Regions from separate parts of the Mus musculus genome. Here all the other regions are linked to region 1. A link is a contact called in public promoter capture Hi-C data. All regions are on one chromosome and are shown on one strand. The core of a region is the stretch at or near the end of the contact, and the rest is flanking DNA. Distances in the headings are between cores, read along the strand shown. Region 1 holds the start of Slc39a3 (solute carrier family 39 (zinc transporter), member 3). Region 2 holds the start of Tbxa2r (thromboxane A2 receptor). Region 3 overlaps Dot1l (DOT1-like, histone H3 methyltransferase (S. cerevisiae)). Region 4 holds the start of Mfsd12 (major facilitator superfamily domain containing 12). Region 5 holds the start of Rexo1 (REX1, RNA exonuclease 1).

Region 1 (2,700 bases), core at 147-2,646:
CAGGTGCACAGCCATGAAAAGAAGCAAAACACACATATATGTAAAATGTTAAATTATGGGAGCGATCAAGGAAGACACTGATATGGAAGTTTAGGCTCCTCACGTGTGCACATACACGGTCTGAAGGGATGTGACTATCATCTTAGTACACAGGAGGGTGAGGCGGGACAACGGCTACACATTTGAGACCAGCCTGGACAGTGAGGAAGACCCTACTTCAGAATAAAGTAATACAACAAAATTTAAAAAGAAAATACAGCCGGGCAGTGGTGGCGCACGCCTTTAGTCCCAGCACTTGGGAGGCAGAGGCAGGCAGATTACTGAGTTCGAGGCCAGCCTGGTCTACAAAGTGAGTTCCAGGACAGCCAGGTTTACAAAGAGAAACCCTGACTTGGAAAGAAATATAAATAAAGAAATGAAATAATAAGATAAGATAGTAGCAGCAGAGACACTCTCAGCAGTTGAGAGCACTGGCTGTTTTTGCAGATGACCAAGGTTCCATTCTAGCCTAGAAAGATCTATCTATTCCCCTCTTCTGGCCGCTTTGGGCACTGCACACATGTGCATAAACACAGACACATAAAATAAATTTGAAAAGTAAATTTTGTCGAAAAAAAAAAGAAGGAAAGTAAATTTTAAAAATGAAAATAGGCCGGGCAGTGGTGGCGCACGCCTTTAATCCCAGCACTTGGGAGGCAGAGGCAGGCGGATTTCTGAGTTCGAGGCCAGCCTGGTCTACAAAGTGAGTTCCAGGACAGCCAGGGCTATACAGAGAAACCCTGTCTCAAAAAACAAAAAAAACAAAAACAAAAACAAAAACAAAAAAAAAAATGAAAATAAAATACGAAAGAAAATTAGGATGAAATAAATAAGGTTAAAATTAAGTTAAACTTTAAAATTAAAATATTCTAGAGGAATATTATAAAGGACATAATTACTATAATTTTTTAAAAAATTAACAACAAAAATAACTCCCTTAAAGTCCTTCCCTCCACTGCTGTGAACACAAGGCAAAGTGCATACAACAGGCGCCCAATTGATGCTAGAAGACAGGGTCAGGTAGGGATACCTCGGGTGCTCTCAAAATCGGGCCAGTCGGGGCAGGGCTGGCGGGCGACAAGCTCAGTCTTTCCTTAATCACTTATTGTGCGCCTACTGTGTGCTCCACTCAGCCTCACACTGAAGCAAAGACTCTGTGAACAGGCAGGCACGGTCGGCCAGGGCCCTCGGCTCCGCCCTGCCCCAAGCCCGCCACGCCCAGGCCACGCCCTGACCCCTCTTGTACCTCTGACAGCTCCTCAGGCCTCCAGCCAGTGCCACCTGCCGCCAACTGCCCCGCGGTCCGGACCCCGCCGCAGCGGACCAGCCGAGACCCCCGGGGCTGCGAGCTGCTACCTACGCCCCGCCCACATCAGCGTCTATTGGACACTGTCAGTGCCACTCGACAGAACTCATAGTCCATTGGTCGATGCTGCTGCCAATCCTTCTGCAACGCCTACTGGCTCCGGAAAGCAGTTTTCTCCTTTCTAAACATGAGTGCAGCTACCAAATGATTCCGATAGAAAACACTACTTGGCAACATAGTTCCGGAAGTAGGGCCTCCATCCCGGAGCTGTCCAGGGTCGCGTGGTACTGAATGAGTGTGGCTGGAGGCTTGGCAGGAAGCGATTTCCTACAGCGAATGGAACATTCTTGAAGTCTTTCCTCGCGGCTTAAGAAGATACAGGCGTCCACCAAATATCTATTGATAGCCAGAATAAATTCAAGCTCAAGAGGTCTACTGTGCCCCTCAATCACTACAGTTACTAACAATGTAATCATTCTACCCATACCTGCAGCCTAGGAAATGTCTCCTGAAGTGACATGGCACCTGAGTAGAGCCTACAGATACTACACAGTATGCCTTATTTTTACATTCATTTGTTTGAGCTACGGTCTTGCTGAGCAGCCCAGGCTGGGTGGCATGCAGAAAGCTCAGAATCCTCCTGCATCAGCTTCCCGAGCGCTTGGATTGTAGGTGTGAGTCACCATACCTGGCCTCCTGCTATATCTAGAGCACCTCACACAATATGTATGCTGTGTAAACCGTGCTTTTACTGTGCTAGACAACAAAGATGACAAAGACGCTTCATTCACTGCAGATCAAAGCTTTACAGAACACTATAGTTTTACACATGGTGATGTATGTCTGTCATCCCAGCACACTCTGGAGGCTGAGGCAGAAGATCCATGTACTCTGTCTTCCAAGACTGGCCTACAGAATGAGACACTGTATCAAAAGAGCCATGCACAGCACACTAACACATGAGCCTACCCTGATGTATGTGACATGAGCTTCTCGTATTTTCACTTATTTATTTGGTTTTTGAGACAGGGTTTCTGGCTGACCTAGAAGTCACTCTGTAGACCAGGCTAGCCTCAAACTCAGAGATATGCCTGCCTCTGCCTCCCAGAGTGCTCAGAATAAAAAATATGCGCCACCATTGTCCATCTAAATAAGTAAATAACTTATTTTTTTAAAGATTTATTTGGTTTGATTTTATGTGTATGAATGCTTTGCCTGCATGTCTAAGTGCCATGTGTGTCTCTGGTGCCCAAAGAGGTCAGAGGAAAGTGTTGCATGACCTTGGGTCAGAGTCACAGGTGGTCCTGAGCTACAATGTGTGAAACAAACCTGCATTCTCTGTGAGAGCAGCCAGT
Region 2 (2,700 bases), core at 44-2,543, 290 kb after region 1:
CCTCAGATCCTCTTCCCACCACAGCTCCTCACCCTCACCACCAAACATTCCTGCCAGGACACCTAGGCAGGGTTTCTCTGTGTAGCCCTGGCTGTCCTGGAACTCACTCTGTAGACCAGGCTGGCCTCGAATTCAGAAATTCACCAGCCTCTGCCTCCCAAGTGCTGGGGTTAAAGGTGTGTGCCACCACGCCCGGCTTTTTTTTTTTTCTTTTAAGATTTATTTATTATTATAAATAAGTACACTGTAGCTGTCTTCAGACGCACCAGAAGAGGCCATCAGATCTCATTATGGGTGGTTATGAGCCACCATGTGGTTGCTGGGAATTGAACTCAGGACCTTCAGAAGAGCAGTCAGTGCTTTTACCGGCTGAGCCATCTCACCAGCCCCCGAAAAAACCCAATCTTCATACCCCTTACACCCACAGTATTGATACCTAGCCAAATGTTGAGAAGGTAAAGACATTTGTTTTGCCTCAGCAGCCTGAGATCAGAAACGTGGGATGATCTGTGTCCATTTCTGTCCCTAGCTTATGGGATGGATAGACAGGGCAGGCCCAGCTAGGAAATCAGAGGAACTACAAACTTCACGGGGGTAGAGGCCAGTCAGGGTCAGGACCTAGTGTTGGGATGGGTGGGAAGGCAGGAAGGGTGGGGGTGGTGCAGCAGGCAAGGGGCTTCCTGCTGCTGACAAGAGTCTGGCTGACCCTGGGCAGACTATGGAACTGGGAGGTTGAGGTCACAGCCAGGCCAGGCATCTCAATCCCCACCAGGACCTGTCAGGGCCAAAGAGACCCAAGGTCACCTCCTCCACGCAGGCCCCCCTCCTCCAGCTACTAGGCACAGGACTAACACCCCTGCCTGGCTCAGTCATCCTGGGCAACTGTCAGGGCTTCAGGCAGTGAGTCTGCAGGGGAGGGTTCCCCAAGACTGCTCCATCTCTAGAGGACAGCCTGGTCTCCGACCTTACACCTCCCCTACCCCAGCCCTCTCCTTCCCCTCCAGCTCTTGGTCCCTGCAGTCAGGCTGGAGCTGGCCTTGCTGACCCAATATCCCTGGAAGGCTCCTGGACAGCCTTGGCGAAGGTTAGTTGCTGCTGTGTCAGGACCAGCCCCATTTGGCCTCCCAGCTCTTCCCACATGGCCTCCCTCTGGGTCCCTGACCTTTCAACAACTGATGTCTCTCTCTACTCTGTCACCCTTGTGCCCTGCTTGGTTCCCACCCTAGCGGCTGAGAGGCGAGGCCAGCGCCAGCGCAGGGGGTGGGGCTGACGAGAGTCGGCAGAAAGACAGATGGAGACAGGGCGGGACGGGAAACAGCCTCACAGTCCCATCCCTCCAGCCCTGGACGCCTGAGGGTCTCCAGTGCTCCCCTGTACCCACGGCCCCAGGGCTTCTGTTGGGGCCTCCCCTCAACCAACGTGACTTGGTTTCCCCAGGGAACTCCCCTACCTGCTCTCTCTGCCTGGCCTGGAACACCACAGAGGACACCTAGGTACAAACAGCACAGGTGAGTCCCTTGCCTCCCTACTGTGACTATACCACTGTACCCAGGTAAGCCTCTGCATAGATCCTGGGGAACCCAGATCCACTAACAACCCTGCTGTGGCCTGCCTACAGGGGGGAATGATAGCAACCAGGTGCCAAAGTTCCCTGAAGGGGATCCTGTGGTGTGACATTTACTCCGGTGGTCTAGCCTGGGCAAGTGCAGTTTCCCTGGTGGTACGTGGGTACACTGGTTTCCTGTGTCTGGGTGAGGCCAGTCCAAGATGCTGTGGCAGTGATGAAGTTGGGGGTGGGATGGAATGGAGCTGGGAGCTACAGTGTGTGGCTTGGAGCTGGGCATGGTGATTGTACTCACATAGGCTCAGCTCAGAACCTGGGTCACATCTCGATGGCACATGTCCTACCCAGAGAGGGGCATCCATCCAACATGCCAGAAAACAGGCCTCGGGGCCCCTCCCCCAGCCCACTGCCACAGGATGACACCTGCACCCTGGAACTGTGGCACAAACAGGAAGCAGGCAGTGGGGGGAACAGCATGCGGTGAAGGTGAACCTGAGTCTGTGGGGTTGTGGGCATGCACACTGGGTATTTGGGGTGCTGGCAGAACAGCCCACTGGGCACAGCTGCGGCCAAGGCTCAGCCTCAGGAGCTCATAAGCAGAAAGTCACCAGGGAAGGCAAATTCGTTACACGGGGAAAACTGAGGCTGTGTAGCGTGGCTATGGGTGATGGAGGTGTGGGGAGCCCAGGCTGCTCTGAGGCCTGGTGGGGGAGGCTTGTTGCAGATGGAGGAGTTGGGAGAAGGAGGAGGGGCCTAGCCTGCAGAGCCCAGCCACACACCACATTCCACCAAGGCTGGAACTCAGCCACCCAGCCTGGGCCTCAAGGAATGAGCTCTAGCGTCCCAGGGCACACATATACAAGGATGAGGCCCCATCCTAGACAGAATACCACTGCCTTCCACCCCCAACGGTGGGAACATGGCTCAGGAACGCAGGACCATCCCACATCCCAGGGACTCAGGGTGGGAGGGTTCCAGAATCCTTCTGCTTCCTGGTGTCCAAAGCTGGGGTGTGGTGGCCTGTGCCTGTCACCCCAACAGAAGCTGGAGGCAGATGGAGCTCAGTGAGTTCCAGGCCAGCCTGGTCTACACAGAGTCTGCATGAGGACAAACAGAATTCCTGAGCCTTGAAATTC
Region 3 (2,700 bases), core at 28-2,527, 270 kb before region 1:
TCCAGGAAGCTCTTTTGGTGGAAGAGTGTATCTGGCTGGAGTGGAACCCAGCAGAACTTGTGAGGCAGAGGCAGGAGCATCACTATAGTTTTGAGGCCAGCCTGGTTTGCCCCTTGGTATACATAGTGAGTTCAGGACAGTCAAGGCTGTGTAGAAAAATCCTGTCTGGGGGCGGGGTGGGGCGGGGTGTTATATCCCAAGCTGGTCCCTCCCCCAGAGTTTTTTTTTTTTTTTTTTTTAATTATGTTTGTGTGTGGTTGATTTGTCAGGTACACACATGCCACAGCATATGGTGGGGGCAGAGGGCAGCTTTGTGAAATTGCTTCTCCTCCTTGTGTAGGCTACAGGATTGAACTTGGGTTGTTGGTTCTGTGCCACAGTTGCTTTTACCCACTGAGCCATCTTGCCAGCTCCCTCCCCATCTTGGGGAAAGGTCCCATTATGTAGCCCAGACTGGCCTTGAATTAGAAATTTTTATGCCTCAGCCCCACCCAATGTGCTGGATTGGCTGGCTTGTACCACTGAGCCTGTCTAATATTTTGCTTTTTACCATAATATATGAATTTATTTCTTTTCCAAGTGCCAACACTGACCTTGGCCTCAAAATCTGTGATTTCTCAATAGCTCCTCATGAACTTGCACAGTAACATTCACACACACACACACACACACACACACACACACACACACACACTCCAGAGAGCGTCGTGCTGAGGCCAGCAACACCTCTGTGTTCCATTTCAGGTGGGTCTGCGAGGAAATCCCAGATCTCAAGCTGGCCATGGAGAACTATGTCCTGATCGACTACGACACCAAAAGGTGAGCAGGAAGGGATGGAGCAGGCTGTGGGCTGCACCTACCCCGCTGCCTACACCCTTGCTACGCTTCCTTCGGGAAGCTCTTTTGGTAGAAGAGTGTATCTGGCTGGAGGAGTGAGGCAATCACTGGGAACTCCTACACTGTACACATTGAATTGATATGTGGGAAATTACCAGGGCTGGTGAGAGAGCTACTGGCCGTTTTAACAGCAGGTCCTGCCAGCGCTATGTTGATGGGCCTCCACCTTGCCACCATAGGTGCTGGGTGAGGCCAATCCTTGCCCCCACCTAGGTAGGCCTTCTGTGCAGAGTGGGCGGAGAAGCAAAGGCATCCCTGGAATGCTGCCTGGAGCCAGGTTTGTTTTTCTTTGAGAAAGAATAGCCCAGGCTCTACCTCCTGCTCAGAGCCTGCCTAAAAAAGCTTTGCTTGACCTATGACCTGATTATTAGAAAGGATTCCTGCCAGCCTTAGTGACACTGGGACAGGACAGTCCTACAGTCCACTGGCTGGGCCCCTTGCCCTCTGACTAGCAACTGGGTGTAAGTGGACTCGAGCTCACTGCTGACCCAAGGCAGGAGCCTGTGTCCTTATAGAGTTGGAATTAACTTCAGCCCTCTATCTCACTTCCTCTGTGAAGCTCCTGGACCCCAGGAAACGACTTTTTTCATGTGAGGAACCCACCCAGAACCCTGCAGTGGGACCCTCCACCCCTCTGGTCGTCGAGTAGGCTTTCTTACCTTACCTGGTGTGACCTCAAACTCCTGGGGCTCGCATGACCCAAATTCCAAGTAGCTGGGACTGTAGTTGTGTGTGCCAACACCTCGCCCTGCTTTGGCTTTTCCCGGTTCAGGGATGCCATGCTCTGTTCTGTGGCTGCAGCTGTCCTGGGTTCCTTTTAAGAGAAAGAAAGGTGGGCTGGTGAGATGGCTCAGTGGGTAAGAGCACCCGACTGCTCTTCTGAAGGTCCGGAGTTCAAATCCCAGCAACCACATGGTGGCTCACAACCATCTGTAACAAGATCTGACACCCTCTTCTGGAGTGTCTGAAGACAGCTACAGTATACTTACATATAATAAATAAATAAATCTTTAAAAAAAAAAAAAAGAGAGAAAGAAAGGTGTAAGACACATGATTGGGGCCAGTCCAGGTTCATACTGTAACACACCAGAGTGCTGGGGCATCAAGTGGCATTGTGTGACTCCCTCACATGGGGAGGAAGCTGTCTGTGTGTCTTAGTGTTCCAGAGCATCCTGTCCCCAGCATTAGTCTCCTCCTGGGCATTTAGGGTATCCCTGAACATAGGGGGTGTGGAGTAGCACTCTCATCCCTAGAACTGTGCTTCTGCTACTTGGCGGTCAAAGTACACAGGGGTCTTCTCAAAGAAACCAAGAAATTAAGGGGTCCTGCCCCAGGCCTGTCCAAAAGCCAGATACCCCTGCACCTGGTCCTGGCTGATGGTGGCCTGGAGTCCAGAAATTGGCAGGGCCTCCACTGCCCAAGCAATCCAAGGCACTATGCCTGCTTGCCTCCTTTTTAAACGGCTCCATTTATTTTTACTTTGAGTGTGAACGTTTGCCCATTTGTTTGTCTCTACAACATATGCAGGCAGTACCCACAGGGGCCAGAAGAATCCCCTGGAGCTGAAGCTATAGCTGGTTGTGAGCCTCTTTGTGGGTGCTGGGAACAGAACCTGAATACTCTTGCAGAGGTAGCCATTGCTGTCATTGCTATACTAGGCTGTCTCACATGTTCCAACTTCGTTTTCTTTTTTGGAGACAGGTTTCACTGTATAGCCCTGGCTGGCTTGAACTTGTAACATTGTCCATCTCTGCATCTTTCCACCTCCTGAGAGCTGGAGTTGTCAGTGTGGGCCAGTGCCCC
Region 4 (2,751 bases), core at 200-2,699, 320 kb after region 1:
GCCTGCCTCTCTCTGCCTCTCTCCGCCTCTCTGCCTCTCTGCTTCTCTGCCTCTGCCTCTGCCTCTAGTATGCTGAAACTAAATAAAGGGCCACCACACCGGGCTCACACACATTGCTGGGAGCACAGACTGCTCATAGGCAAAGGAAAGACCAGTCCATTTGGGACTTAGGGGTTCAGATCCAGCCTGCGTGTCTCTGAATGCCCCGGAGGAAGATGTACAGTGATACAGACAGGTAACCCCACCATCAAGCGGCTATGACACAGGCCTGCCATTCAGTACTCAGGAGGTGGGGGCAGCAGAATCAGGAGTTCAAAGCCAGCCTCGTTTACAGAGCTGAGCTTGAGGTCAGTTGGGGGGAAAAAAGGAATAAAATGTCAGGAGGAGGGGATAGGAGGACACTTGTCTCATGTGTCTCATGATCTGGGCCTGGAATTGTGTGGGGGTGTTCGGCACCTGTGTCTCTGAGTCACCAGGCCAACAGAGGCCTGACTTCCCCTTTCTTTGAGTGTGTTCCACAAAACCACCCAGTAAGTAGGAGTGAAACACAGGCGTCTGCCACGTGGGGCTCCTGGCACTAGCAGCCCTCATTAAAGACTAGCCTGTATTTTGATGTTCTGCCCAGCTATTCTCTGTAATTAATAATTAATTAGCACTAATATGTCCTGTAAGTGCCTCACTATGTATGTCTGGAAGTTTATGGGATCACCCCGGTGTGTTCTCATTCTGGCCCCTTCTGCAGGGAGCACGCGCGGGAGTGAGCACCAGCCTCCAGCTGCAGGCTAGCTGGGGCCCAAGGCAGAGTGTGGGTGAGTGACAGACATCTGGGCGCCCTTCACTAAGCCAGGCCCGAAATCCCATCAATCCTCGAGGCTAAGGTTGGAGAATTGATAGTTCAAGGACGGCCTAGGTTGTAGAGGGACTTCAGGGCTAGCCTGGATAGCTAGTGGGACCCTGACTGAAAACAGAATATTAAAGGCGTGATTTGTGGATGCAACCCCGCACCCATGGAGTTCCAGAGGGAGGCAGAAGGATCAGAAGTCTAAGGTTATCCTCAGCTGCGTTCTGAGCTTGAGGGTGGCCTGGGCTACATGAGACCCTGTCTCAAAAGAAAAAGCTTTCAGGTTGTGAAAGGACAAATTCAGTGACTCCCAGCACTGTGGAGGTGGAGCCAGAACCATGGGGAGTTCGAAGTTGTCTTTTGCTAAGCAGAAATGTCAAAGCCTGCGCTACAAGATACCCTTTGTTACAAGAAGAAACAAAACTTTTTTCTTTAGTCAAACAAATTAAAACACGAAGAAAGTAAAATAGAAACGAACTGCTATGATAAAAGTCGGAGCCGCAGAGGGCGGCGTTAGGGCCGCGGGAGTGCGTCGGACAGAGGCCACGCCTCCTCTTGCTGATTGGGCGCCGGGCCGAGACGCGCGGCTCCGGTTGGCGAGCGTGGCCGTTGCTCCGAGGCTCCGCCCTGTTGAGGCGGCTCCCGGGAGCGGCGGCAGCGTAGCCGCGCGGGTAGCGCGGGGCGGCAGTGTGGGGCGGTGGGGTTTGCGGCCGCGATGTCGCCTCCGTCGGACGACGCAGGCCCGGGGCCGCCGCGGACGCTGTCCCTCGCCGCGCGGCTGAGCTTCGCGGTCGGCCACTTCCTCAACGACCTGTGCGCCGGCATGTGGTTCACCTACCTGCTACTATTCCTGCACTCCGTGCGCGGGTACAGCTCGCGGGGCGCGGGGCTGCTGCTGCTGCTGGGCCAAGTGGCCGACGGGCTCTGCACGCCGCTCGTGGGCTACGAGGCGGACCGCGCCTCCTGCGTGCGCTGTGGGCCCCGCAAGGCCTGGCACCTAGCGGGTGAGCCTTTCCCTGCCCTGACTGTCGTCCTGTGTCCGTCTTCCCCTCTAACCGTCGTCCTGTGTCCGTCTTCCCCTGTGGTTGTCATCCTGTGTCATTCCTCCCCTCTGAATGCCGCCCTGTGTCCGTCCTCTCCTGTGGTTGTCGCCCTGTGGAAGTCCTCCCCTCTGACTGTCATCCTGTGTCCCTCTTACCCTCTGCTCCCCAGTGTCTCATCTCCCCGTTTTTGTCACTCTTGTGTCTGTCTGTCCTCTCTCTCCCGCTATATCCTATCCTCTCCGCTGACTGCCATCCGTGGGCCAGTCCTGTTCCCTCTACCTTTTCAGGATTCTGTACCCTGTCTTTAGTCTTACAGCTCTGCCCCCCCCCCCCCAGTCCCCTTCCCTGACTATCATCCTGTGTCCTGTGTTCCTCCTGCTGCCCACCCACTTCATTCTGTTCGCCTGTGGCTCCTGTCTGGGGTGGCCCAGCATGTAGTCCCCAGCAGCTCTCTCATTTGGTGTAGACAGTTGGAGAGGTTGGCCCTGGGGTTGTAGCCCCTCCCTGGGGAATTCCTGGAAGGCTCCGTCCCTTTGCCTGGGGTAGGGGTTGCAGAACCAGCCCCGCCCCTAGATGACATTTTTTCAAGACAGCAGTGGCCCAGTGGCATCTGCCAGCCTAGGGGCTGGAATTTCTAGTTTCTCAGGATCCAGGAAGAATCCGGGCTTCAAGGCACAGCCTGCACACCTGTCACCATATTCAAAAGCTGAAGCAGGGGGATGACTGTTTCATTGAGTCTCCAAAAATGGAAAGAAATACTCAGAAGGGCTTATGTTTGCCAGGAGATACCAGGCCAGCCTGACTTTGCACAGGCCTGGGTCCCTTCACAGTGGGACAGACAGGAGATGTTCCCAGGCTGGCCTCCGA
Region 5 (2,700 bases), core at 68-2,567, 480 kb before region 1:
CATGAGAGTTTGCCTGGGTGATTGCATTTGCACCACACATGGCTGGTGCCTTGGAACTGGGTTTACAAACCAGCCATGTGGCTGCTGGTAACCCAATCCAGGGCCTCTGCAACAGTAGCAAGCGTGGCCCCCACCCCTCAGACAGGGACTCACTGGCTATGGATTTCTGGAACAAGGCTTCCTATATAGACCAGGCTGGACTCAAACTCAGAGGTCCACCCGGCAATGCCTCTAGAGAAACGGGACTAAAAGTGTGCACGCAGCAGGCCCAGCCCAAAACAGAAAGTGCTCTTAAATCGGAGCCATCTCTCTAGGCTCTCCAATGTCTTCTTTAAATGCAATTGGAATCCTAAGGGTCCGGTTAGGGCCATCCCAGAACCTAGGAGGTTGCAGCTTCAGGGTCCTGGGTCCAAAACTAGCCTGGCCTACAACAGTAAAAACAAACAAAAGACAAATAACAAAACCTTAATGTCTTTTCTCTAATACAATACTTCCTACACACTGCCTGATCCCTGAGGCCTTCTTCAAAATGTCATCACACTAATTGCGACATGCTCCCTGCCAAGCTCAAAGTCCACACCCGTTCAAGGCAAGGGGGTTTTCCGCTCGACAAACAGCAGGTGCCCCTATGGCCTTGTGCATCCAACTACTGGAGACAGTGGGGGGGGGGGGGGGACTCATCCCAGGAAACTGTCGCGTTCGTAAACAAGGTATGCCACAAGCGCACAGGGTGGCGTGCGTGGTGACGGGAGGGAATGATATATCGTTCGGAACAAGGTGGACAGAATAAGAACCGGAGGAGTTGCACCAAGTCCCCTAGCTTGGGGACGGGGATGCACGGTCTCTCGCTCCGTCGTGACCGTCTTTATGCTTTAATGACCAGAGAGGTCTAGACATTTGCACAGCATCGCGATGGCAGCTAGGAGAGGGACAGCAATCTGACAGTGCGCGGTCTGGCTGAGCAAGGGAAACATGTAGCACGGGCGGGCTGTGGGACCCAGGGCGGTCCTATGGGCTTTACCTGATGCAGGAGATGCTGCGCCGCCGCTACCGGGAGCGCCGGGACCCCGAGCTCCGCGGTGCCGGAAGTGGCAGTAGGGCCGCCGGCAAGGCCCCCCGGGAGCTCCCGCCCAGTATGGGCAGTCGATGGAGCGGAAGAAGCCGGTAGAACGTAGCATGGTCCGTTCCGCAGCGGGGCCCCGGCCCGGAGATACCCGGGACCCCGGGACCCCTCCTCACACTCGCCCCGGAGGCTTCCGCTCGCGCTTTTCGGACCCCGCCGACGCCGCCATCTTGCCCCGAGGCCCCCAGAGGCCCCCGGGACGCTGTCGCTAGGGACGCCGGGAAGGGCTGACTGAAGTGCGCCTGCTTACAATGTCGTCTCCCGCGGAACTGTAGCCGTCGGAAGACCCGAAGCTTAGGACAAGAGAAGCTTTAAAGAACGCGTGATTATATGCTTCTGGTCCTGAGAACCTTCCGGCACCGGACTTTCGCGGGTGCAGCTTCGCAATCTTGAGCCTCAAGCCCCTGAGAAGCCTGGGCTGTCCAGAGTGCGCCTGGCTGGAAATGCACCGCGAGTCTCCGCTGTAATCTTTGGCTATATAAGGCCGTCGTGCGCCCCCCGGAGGACGAGGAGAGCTTCACGGCCAGGGTTTTTGTTTGATTTAGGATTTACTTTCTAATTCTATGTATGTGCAACATGAGTGTTTCTGATTCTCGCTGAAGTCAGAAAAGGGCTTTGGATACCCAGAAATTGGAGCTACTCATGGTTATGAACGGTCATGTGAGTACTGGGAACCGAACCCAAGTCTCCAATTGCTGTAAGTGCTCTTCACCACTGAGCCAACTCTCTAGCCAGGGTCTTAATTGGCTGAGGTGCCTATCCTGAGAAACCTACCTAATTGATGCTCAAATAGTCACCTAACCACGAGGGGTATCAGTGGGGCATTTCTTTTTTCTTTTTGCCGTGCCTAGATACATACACTAGACAAGGGCACTCCAACTAAGCTACACTCTGGAAATATATTTGATTTTTTTTTTTTTGTTTTTTTGTTTTTTTGTTTTTGCTTTGTTCTGGGGTGTTTGGAGGGAGGCGACACTGTGCACCCGCATGCAGAGGTTAGAGGAGCATACAGCTTCCCACCCCTTTGTTTAGTCTTCCATTTTCTTTCCTTTAAGACAGGCTTCTTCACTGAAGTACTTCAGCTGGGCAGGCTGGCTAGCAAGCTCCCAGCATCTGCTTGCCTCCACCCCAAAGCCTAGGGTGGCACTCACCTGGTCATACCCAGCTTTAAATGGGTGCTGGGGATTAGAACTCAGGTCCTGAGACCTGTGCACAGCTTTCTAACCCACTGAGCCCTCTCCCCAACCGCTTTTCTGTTTTGCTTTTGATTGAGGTAAGGTCTCATGTAACACAGACTGGATGGACTTGCCCATTACACAGTGCTGGAGATGAAACGCAAAGCCTTGTGCTTGCTAGACAGTTACTCCAGTCACTGAGCAACATCCCCAGAACCCCTCTTTCTGTTTGTCTGGACAGGGTCTGGCACTGTAGCCTAGACTGATCTTGGACTTCTGACAGTTTTCCTAAATGCTAAGATTACAGGCCTGAGTCACCATGGCCGCCTGCTTTTTAAATTTTTAATCAATTTATTTGGTGTTTATTTTAAAAGATTCTCCTTCTGCACTCCAGGCTCATCT

The links. Promoter capture Hi-C pulls out the DNA fragments that hold promoters and counts their contacts.
Region 2: a promoter capture Hi-C map of liver shows a contact between it and region 1. The contact joins the promoter of Tbxa2r here to the promoter of Slc39a3 in region 1. A contact is called at or near these places in 3 of 39 promoter capture datasets (liver, neutrophils and pre-B cells) and 1 of 9 other capture datasets (adipose tissue).
Region 3: a promoter capture Hi-C map of liver shows a contact between it and region 1. The contact joins the enhancer-like site here to the promoter of Slc39a3 in region 1. A contact is called at or near these places in 18 of 39 promoter capture datasets (the 3T3-L1 cell line, the C10 cell line, cranial neural crest and 10 more), 1 of 484 Hi-C or Micro-C datasets (muscle stem cells), 4 of 115 datasets of contacts at active chromatin or transcription factors (bone marrow-derived macrophages, cardiomyocytes, embryonic hindbrain and 1 more) and 1 of 9 other capture datasets (adipose tissue).
Region 4: a contact with region 1 is called in a promoter capture Hi-C map of liver. The contact joins the promoter of Mfsd12 here to the promoter of Slc39a3 in region 1. A contact is called at or near these places in 9 of 39 promoter capture datasets (cranial neural crest, embryonic stem cells, fetal liver and 5 more), 1 of 484 Hi-C or Micro-C datasets (embryonic stem cells), 1 of 115 datasets of contacts at active chromatin or transcription factors (effector CD8 T cells) and 1 of 9 other capture datasets (pancreatic islet).
Region 5: a contact with region 1 is called in a promoter capture Hi-C map of pre-B cells, with 6 times the contacts expected there. The contact joins the promoter of Rexo1 here to the promoter of Slc39a3 in region 1. A contact is called at or near these places in 2 of 39 promoter capture datasets (liver and pre-B cells) and 2 of 484 Hi-C or Micro-C datasets (both in embryonic stem cells).

Annotation. Positions count from the first base shown.
Region 1 is chr10:81,035,919-81,038,618 of GRCm38.p6, forward strand. Slc39a3 (solute carrier family 39 (zinc transporter), member 3) reads right to left here and starts at 1,397. Exons shown (of 4, transcript NM_001358898.2): 1 at 1,286-1,397.
Region 2 is chr10:81,327,410-81,330,109 of GRCm38.p6, forward strand. It overlaps Tbxa2r (thromboxane A2 receptor), which reads left to right and starts at 1,294. Exons shown (of 3, transcript NM_001277265.1): 1 at 1,294-1,508.
Region 3 is chr10:80,765,419-80,768,118 of GRCm38.p6, forward strand. Dot1l (DOT1-like, histone H3 methyltransferase (S. cerevisiae)) reads left to right here. Exons shown (of 28, transcript NM_199322.2): 3 at 745-819. Among named protein-coding and RNA genes, the nearest start is that of Dot1l, 12 kb to the left of the region's middle. Within about 2 kb of position 1,278, at least 57 of the 459 cell types and tissues checked have an H3K27ac peak or open chromatin away from gene starts, as enhancers often do. A contact at or near this core is called in adipose tissue, embryonic stem cells, liver and 1 more, where this site is marked.
Region 4 is chr10:81,356,042-81,358,792 of GRCm38.p6, forward strand. It overlaps Mfsd12 (major facilitator superfamily domain containing 12), which reads left to right and starts at 1,450. Exons shown (of 10, transcript NM_028657.4): 1 at 1,450-1,845. The coding sequence starts at 1,557.
Region 5 is chr10:80,560,243-80,562,942 of GRCm38.p6, forward strand. It overlaps Rexo1 (REX1, RNA exonuclease 1), which reads right to left and starts at 1,318. Exons shown (of 15, transcript NM_025852.3): 1 at 1,022-1,318. The coding sequence starts at 1,178.